3 separate regions of the Sus scrofa genome follow, and regions 1 and 2 are each linked to region 3. The links are chromatin contacts, called in public HiChIP or PLAC-seq maps. All regions are on one chromosome and are shown on one strand. Each heading gives the region's core, a stretch centred on a gene start, on an enhancer-like site or on the middle of the called end of the contact. The rest is flanking DNA. Distances are from core to core; before and after follow the strand shown.

Evidence for each region. HiChIP or PLAC-seq counts read pairs in DNA pulled down with a chosen protein or histone mark.
Region 1: a contact with region 3 is called in an H3K27ac HiChIP or PLAC-seq map of skeletal muscle. The contact joins two enhancer-like sites. A contact is called at or near these places in 2 of 47 Hi-C or Micro-C datasets (both in skeletal muscle) and 2 of 2 datasets of contacts at active chromatin or transcription factors (alveolar macrophages and skeletal muscle).
Region 2: an H3K27ac HiChIP or PLAC-seq map of skeletal muscle shows a contact between it and region 3. The contact joins two enhancer-like sites. A contact is called at or near these places in 2 of 47 Hi-C or Micro-C datasets (heart right ventricle and skeletal muscle) and 2 of 2 datasets of contacts at active chromatin or transcription factors (alveolar macrophages and skeletal muscle).

The regions. Positions count from the first base shown.
Region 1 is chr7:4,591,061-4,593,760 of Sscrofa11.1, reverse strand. All of the region lies in intron 6 of RREB1 (ras-responsive element-binding protein 1), which reads right to left. Among named protein-coding and RNA genes, the nearest start is that of RREB1, 80 kb to the right of the region's middle. Within about 2 kb of position 1,265, at least 17 of the 83 cell types and tissues checked have an H3K27ac peak or open chromatin away from gene starts, as enhancers often do. A contact at or near this core is called in skeletal muscle, where this site is marked.
Region 2 is chr7:4,612,012-4,614,711 of Sscrofa11.1, reverse strand. The region is part of intron 8 of RREB1 (ras-responsive element-binding protein 1); the gene reads right to left. Among named protein-coding and RNA genes, the nearest start is that of SSR1, 73 kb to the left of the region's middle. Within about 2 kb of position 1,366, at least 31 of the 83 cell types and tissues checked have an H3K27ac peak or open chromatin away from gene starts, as enhancers often do. A contact at or near this core is called in alveolar macrophages and skeletal muscle, where this site is marked.
Region 3 is chr7:4,331,926-4,334,625 of Sscrofa11.1, reverse strand. No RefSeq gene overlaps it. Among named protein-coding and RNA genes, the nearest start is that of RREB1, 180 kb to the left of the region's middle. Within about 2 kb of position 1,440, at least 13 of the 83 cell types and tissues checked have an H3K27ac peak or open chromatin away from gene starts, as enhancers often do. A contact at or near this core is called in alveolar macrophages and skeletal muscle, where this site is marked.

The sequences.
Region 1 (2,700 bases), core at 16-2,515, 260 kb before region 3:
TGTGCAAACTGCAAAGCTCAGTGCCCTTTTTCCTACACTGCACGCTCCCAGAGGGCGGGCCCTGGCTCAGTTTCCCAGGTTTGTTTTGGAAGACAAGCACGGCTCAATCCAAACTTTCAACATGGGAGCAGACTGATAAGGAGTTCTGGGAAGTTAAAAGCCGGAGCCACGGGGATGTTTCCATGATACGTGTTTTGCACTGTGATGGCAGCCTATTATTCTGCTCAGGAACTAGGCTATTTAGAAAGGTTTGGGATAAAGGATTTTCAAACCTCAAAAACATGAGAATCTGCAGACAGGGATGTGGCAACTTGAAAAACTATACCGGATATGATACTAAATTGAGACGGTCTCTCCTCCAAACTTTTTCAAAATAAGCTGGAACTGGCATCACTCTAAGTCTCCCTATTTACCAAATATACAATTCCTTTTTATTTTTTTACATTTGTAAAGTTTTGGTGGCATTTTATTTACTGATTTACAAAGTGGTGATAATTTCTGCTGCACAACAAAGTGATTCTGTTACACTTTACACTTGCTTGCATGTATTTATTCATTTATTTATTTTTGTCTTCTTAGGCCTGCACGTGTGGCATGTGGAAGTTCCAGGGCTAGGGGTCAAACTGGAGCCGTAGCTGCTGGCCTACACCAAAGCCACAGTAACTTGGGATCCAAGCCTTGCCTAAAACCTACACAACGGCTCATGGCAACGCCGGATCCCTAACCCACTGAGCGAGGCCAGGGATGGAGTCCATGTACCCATGGATCCTAGTCAGGTTTCGTTCATCGCTGAGCCAGGATGGCAACTCCCCACACTTGCCTTCGAACGAAGTTTTAAACTCTGTGTGCAGTGTAGGTAATGGGCTTATTAATGCTACACTGCAACTATCAACGTGACCACACGTAATTTGATCTGCTACCTGATTCTGTGAAATGTTTTTTTTTTAAATAAATATGACGGTTCTACTGGTTGACGGTCCTCTCATAAAACGACAGTGAAGGAAACACTACAGAAGGACTGATTAGCCTCATAAACAAAGACAACAAATGAACTCTCATAAAATGACTCGTGGCCAAAGGAGAGAGAGTTGCTTTATAAAGTGGGTAGCTGCAACGAGTATCTCCTCATCAGCTAGGAATAACTGGAAATGGAGAAGGATGCAGCTCTCGAGGTCCACACTGTGAGATGCATAGTGAAGCCCTCTAGGGGTTAAAGCAACCAAAATCTGGGGTGGAGTCCAGATCTGCCTCCTCCAGCACGCCGCTGGGCAGTAAACACGGGCAAGGCGGGGCTCAGCCAGGAAACTTGAGTGCGTGCACACATACGCAGGCACACGGCACTTGGGCTCGTGTAGATGACCTTGAGAACGGGGTGAGCCGGGGGCTGAGGGCAGGGGCACTGGACCAGCCTTGTGCGATTAGGCCTCGGAGAACCCGACCTACAAGTCCACACTACAGGGACTCACATCACAGAGGGGTCCTGCAGCCCTGAGGGGAGGGACTGACACTCAGCACAGAGTCCTGTCACAGGTAAGGGGGCCCAGGGCAGGTGACAGTGAAGGCAGAACAGGGCCCTAGGGGTAGGTGCCCAGCCCTGGCCATCGGCTCCCGGCTCAAGAGTCCCAGCTGCTGCCACAGATCTTGAAAGCAGCAGCAGCAGCAGCAGAAGGAAAATGAGACACAGAACTTCTTGGTTTTGAGCAGCAAACACACAGTCCACTGACTTCCTTTCACGCCTAGAAAAATCAAACAAGGATGCAGCTACTCCAGACTCGGGCCCTCACTCTTCTTTTTAATTCCTGCACACACATCCCAGCGGGGCTCTGGCCCCTGATTAATGTAACACAGGTATTTGCTCAGGAGAGATCACAGCTCACCACTGGAGTATCAGATTCTGGAACAGATCCACCAGGACAAATAAATCTAACTCTACTCTCTCTGGCACATTTTTGTAAGTGTTTTCACATTTTTATACACATTTCTTTCCAAAAGCACAGTTTCACCAACAAGGGAAGGTGGTGCTGATTGCGACTGAGGACTGAAAACCAAGTGCTCTTTTAACGCATTGTTTGCGATTTTCTACAGAGAAGATGAAATAAAGGCAGTGTGATCAACTCAAATATTCTAAATAAAGTTTTGATGTTTAAATTACCAGTTTAATCTAGGAAAGAACAAAGGGAAAAATAACTTCTTCATTCATTTTCTGGCATTATATGACTGTTCAGCCGTTACACCTTCCCTCAGTGGCACAAAGAACAACGACATTAATGACCATTTATTTAAATTTATTTCTAAGTCCTAGTTAACTAACCATTATCTTATGTGCTTGGCATGTGTTAAATCATGAATCCCCTGCAATGTTCCAATTGGCACAGTAGCACCGCCTTCTACAGATGAAGTGACCAAGACACAGGGAGGTCAATGAACCTGCCAGGGTCACACAGCTCGGAGTGCTCACCTCTCGAAGGTGATCACAGGGGTGCCTTCAGCTCTGAAAGCACCAACTCAGAAAGACCCCCGACCCAGCACACTTCCATGGTACCCTACAAGCCTTCAAAATGCTCCCACAAACACTCACTGCGTTTGAGCACAAGTTCTGAATGAGGTTTTGCTATGCCCTGTTGGTAAAGCAGAGAAAACTGGAGATTTCCGAAAAGTTCTACAGAACTGGGACTAGAACTCGGCCCCCCAACGATTAGC
Region 2 (2,700 bases), core at 117-2,616, 280 kb before region 3:
GGCTCTTCAAGTCCCTGAACCAGGGCCCGCCCCGTGGGGATGGACGCCGCAGAGCCGTCCTTTTGCATCACGTGCCTGTAAGGGACACTCCGTCCGGCCTTGTTACTAATTTTTAGAGGACAGCTCATGGCTCTGGGCTGGGGTAGAAACGTGGTGTGATAAACACACGATTGTGGCGTGGCGATTGTGGCGTGGCGTGGGCACTCTGCAGGGACGAGGGCGGAGGAAGAAGCCGTCCGCGGGGCAACTCCCAGCAGGGCTGACAGTGACTTAACCGGCCCCGGCCAGGAAACAAGGAACGGGTAACCACAAATGGAGCGGTTTCCCCAATAACCGTGCCGAGGACCTGCGACGGGTGGTGACCGCGCACACAGACTGCGAGTCAGGCCAAGAGAAAGGTGGAGGCGGAGTCGCCAGCGGGTGACCTACAGAGACAGAAAACAAGGCCACCAAAAATCTGAGAGAAAAAATATTTTAAACCTTGAGGGTCCACAGTTCTGGGCGTAGCTCCCCCCAGGTTGCTACAGTGCCCCTGGGCTCATCTGGGGGTCCTGACCCTCCAGAACAAGGTAAAACGCTGAAGAGCAATCCAAAGAGACCCCCTGCTCCCTGGGGCGCCTGATTTTCACATCCTCCTGTCAAGCTGAGGGCCAGGCACACGATCCTGTCACCGAGAAAGGGTTAAAGAAAACTGCTCTGTTTCATTATGCTAAACGCACTTCTGAAAGACTGCTGTGGCAAGTTCCAAATCTCAGGAAACACTTCTTCAGAATCTCAGCTTTCCCCACAAGCTAAGGGAGAGGACCTGCCGTCCCAGCGTGTAAAGGTGTCAGGTGCTGCCAGGCTTCGGGAGGTCTGGGTTTCCGCACAGCCGGGATCCCAGCCTCTGGGAGGCAGGAGTCAACCCACGTCTAAACAGCCATTCAGTTACCCCATCTTTACGAAAGCGGAAGTAGGAGTGCCGCCTTATAACAGGGACTAAGGGCCGACCCGTTCCCAAGTTCTGCCACGGGAAGAGCACCCAGTTCCTTCTCCGTTTCACTGGAAGGGGTTCCCAGCGAGGGACACGAACCCCTAACTTAAGTGTTGCAAGGCTGAACACACTAAACAAGACCCACGTTCAAATAACAGCATCAGGGAAAGGTTCACGGAGTGTTTGTCACAGTCGGAGGACTGGGGCATGCCCTTCATCCTCACGCGTCCCCACGCCCATCTTCCAGGTGGGGGGACGGAGCCCAGGGTCACGGAGATGCCAGGCTCAGGCAAGGCTGGAGCTGGCTGCCCTCCCTCCACCGCTGGGCTGTCCTTCAGAGGACCAGTGCTGCGGGCAGCCCAGCTCCTGCCACGCCCGTGTCACATCCTCGAGGCCTGCCGTCTTTGTAGCACTCTGGCCCTGTCCTCAGAAGCTAAGAAGGCGGCAGGCACCCTGACTACTTCCTCAGGAGACTGAATTTCTTACTCATTATAGCGTTTTAACCGAGGGACTGACATTCCTTTTTTAAAGGGATTTCATGCTTCGTTTTCCCTGTTCTGTCTCCAGAGGCAAGGAGGGGTGAGTGCAAACAACCTCTGGTCGGGGCCCCACCCAGTTCAGACATTCCTCTCCCCCTGCCCACCCCTGCCCTCCCTCCAGGCCCAGCCAGAGAACTGACATCCAGCAGCTGCACTAATCTCTCCCAGTTGCCAGGAGCAACAGTGATGGCCCTGTGACAGGGCCCTGGCCCGCAGCGGCCTGCCCTCCCCACGCCCAGGAATCCGCCGGGCTGCACACCGCGTCCTGACGCCCTGCCCGGGCTGTTCCACCGAAGCGGCGTGGTGTGAAGCGGGGCAGGTCCAGGGGCTGCTCTGCGGGTGGGCTGGCGGGAGCCCAGGAGCCGAGTCTCGGAGGGGCCGTGGGCAGGATAGGGAGGGGGCAACCCTGCCCAAGGTGCCTCCGGCTTCCGGCTACGGAAGGGCACATGCCCTCCCCTCGCTCAGCCCCCAGCATCGTTTCCAATCTGCTCCACCTGGCTGAGCCTTGGAGACCCAGGGACTCTTAAATTTGAGATGCTGACGAGGATTTTGTCATGCCCTCTCCCTATTTTTAGGTTGACATTTAACAAGCACGGGACCAGCGCCATGGGAATCTCTGTTAGGGTCCCCTGCAGATGACGGGCGGGGGCGGGGCAGAGGCAGCGGGGTGCAGTGAAGGGAGCCGAACACTCCTCGGAGCACCGGAGACTCCAGAGGAAGAAGGTTCTGGCACCTCTCCCCCACCCTGGCGGCACAGGGAGCTGCCCCTGCAGAGCCCACCAGGTTCCCCTGGCACGAACTCCCACTGCAGATTTAGGGGTGTCTGTCTCACAAACATCCAGGATCCCGTCGGATGGGGCAGAGGCCCTGAGCCGGGCAAGCACATGGGGGCGCCACGGCATCGGGGGTAAAATGCCAAGGGCAGCTTTCGGCCTGCCAGCCAAGCTTGGACAGCAGGCCACCGGCCCACCTGGCCTCAGCCTGACCCCCTTCACTCCGCGAGAATGGCTCACTCACTGTTTTCTGACGGCCCTTAAGGGGCCCTGTCTCCACCGTCACTGCTTTTCTCTTAAGTCTGGTCAAGCGCCTGGCGCACAACAAGCGTTCATTCATTTGCCAGATGCAGTTTAACTGAAATAATTTTTAAATTATTGAAATAATTTAACTGAAACAATTTAAAAATTATTT
Region 3 (2,700 bases), core at 191-2,690:
TAGATGTTCAGTGATCCTGTACAGGACCCCAGCTAGGAGAGGGTCGAGCTGGGACTGAGAAACTGAGCCAGTGGGTCGCAGGTCCCTGGCGCCTTGGTGGGCTAAGGATCTGGCATTGTCACTGCCGTGGCTCGGATTTGATCCCTGCCCTGGAACTTCTGATGGGTGCCTCATACACGTTTACTACTGATGCAACGAAGGTATTTCCTTCGGCATCTTAAGAAAGAGGATTAACCGGCATTAACGATCGCTAAACCGTCCTCCATGGTAACATTGCTACGTATCAAGCAGTGATCCGTGGCCTGCGTTGGGCTAGCTCAAAGTGGACATAGCGAAAAAAAAAAAAAAAAAAAAAAAAAAAAAAAAAAAAAAAAAAAAAAAAAAAAAAAAAAAAAAAAAAGCAGTAGACCGATGGCCTCTTGGGGTCTGGAAAGGGAGGAGGAAACGAAGAATCTCTGAGTGTTTCCATCTCTGTCAAAGGTGACATTGCCAACACTCTGGCTGCTGCAAAATCTCTTCCTCCCTGGGGAGGAGAGGTTTCACCAGCCTCTGATGTAATCGCCTAATGCACCCCTCAGATGACTTGAGTTCCAGGCCTTTCCGTCCCTTTCTCTTGGTCTGGTGGCTCAGACAAACAACTGGCTGTTCATTTGGTTTCGTTAGAACCGAGCTGCTGGGGAGAGGGAGGGTGGGCCGTATGCTGGACCAGAAGATGGCAGTCACTGGAAGACCTCGTCTTTTGCTCGAAGCGTTAGGCATTGGCTCCCTGGTTTGTAAACCAGTTCCCTGGTGGACGTGGTTGGCACGAATTCTCCAGCCCCAGCTCACGTCTGGGTGAGCCAGACTTGGCTGCGCTTCTGCATGAGAAAGGCCTTCGTTAAGACGGAGCCCACGATCGTCCTACCGGGTGCCGTGGGATTGCGGCCGGATCTGCGGGCTCCCCTCTGCTCCTTGGGGTGCGCATCTGAGCAGACGTCCCGCTGAAACAGCCTCCTTCACGGTAGCGTCTTAGATTTGAAGGAATCTTTGCAGTCATCTAGTCCAATCTCGTTCTGCCATTAAGCTCCCACAAGTGCTCATCTAGCCTGGCACTGAACCTACTTCCTCCAAGCTGACTCATTTTTGCTTCGCTCTAGTGGCTGAAATTTGCTTTTCCTTTTACATTAAGGGGGCATTTTTGGGCCTCTCAGCTCATTTCTCTAGAGCTACGCAGAATCTGCATGAAAACCCTTTGAATATTAGATTGGCAGCGATTATATAGAACATGTAAACGTTTTTTAAATGACGGATTGTCTTCTCTTTAACCATTTAAGGACGGTTTACTTGGAGACAAGAACTCGATTGGGCAGCTTTGCATTGCAGGCCGATCGTCTGGCCGGGACAAGAACGGAGCTGATGCCGAGCGTCCTTAACTGTTCATTACGTGGCGACTGTCCAGCGCCGGGAAGGTCTGGAGATTTTGCAGAGTTAACAAGTTAGCCTGTGACAGCTTCAGGGCCGCCGGCAAAGGGTATGAGACTTGGGGATGAGAGTCAGAGGACAGTTTAATGCTTGTAGTGATGGCAGTAGCCAGGGTGTCATCGTGTTCTTGTGCCGGGCCCCCAAGCCCCAGCCCACAGGGTGGGCAGAGAGGGCCAGGGGGGCCCTCTGCACGCAGTGGAGCAAGACACAGGACAGCAGCCGGGTGTAGGAAACCCCAGCTTTTTATAATGGGCTCTACACTACCTGCAACCTTAGCCTGGGGACAGACCACCTCTGGTACTAGACGGCAAACAAGCCAGCCCTGTGCTCCAGCGGGAGACGCCCCCTCTGTCTTCGAAGGCCGGTCTCTGTGCAGACATCCTTGGAAGGACAAGCGGGAGCGAGGGCAGTCCCTGCCTCTGCCTGCGACACCAGCAGAGACAGAACAGACCCACGGAGGGTCGCCTCCCAGGAGCAGCTTCCTTTGACGTCACCCCTGGCACACGAATCTCCAGCTTATCTGCCAGCTGTGCCCATGTCCTCCACCTCGCACCAAACCGAAAGCTCAGGCCGAACGATACGGGGGCAAGGATGGAGGTGCGAGGTGGTCAGGGCCTGTGTTTTCCCGCCGAGTTTTGTTCAGAGCCTCCTTCCCCGCGTTCTTTTCACACGGGTCCAGGAGACTCTGCCTTCCTCACAGGCTCCCCGGTGCGGCCGAGGTTGCCCAGGGCTCAGTGGAGAGGAAGGCTGAGCATCGCGGGTGGGGGGGCTTCAGAAGGCGTCATGGGGAGGTGCCAGGTCCGCCAGCATTTTGCTTCCGGCGGTGTGTTAAAGACAACGGGCAAGAAGGATGCTGCTTTCCCTGAAGGGCCTGCGGATGGGGCTCTGAGGACCATTTCACGTCAGTACTGAATCTGCATCCAGGGCTCGCTGCCCCAAAGCTCCACGCATCCGCTCTACTCCTGGTTTTTTGTTAGCCATCCTCTTTTCAGATGGAGACCCTGAGGCCGGCCCCGCAGGGCTCTCTGCATTCCAAGGTCGCAGAGACCTGGGACAGCCTGGGCTGGCGAAGGCCTCCCGACCGGCCCTGTAAGCCTCTCTCGGGAGCGGGGCGGGAGCTCATGAGATTAACACTGCAGGGGCCCAGCCGTGAGACCTGGAGCAGCTCAATCGCCAGGCACGCTGGTGAATAACAGGAATCTCTATCATCCTTTCCGTCAGAAAGCATTTATTTTAAAC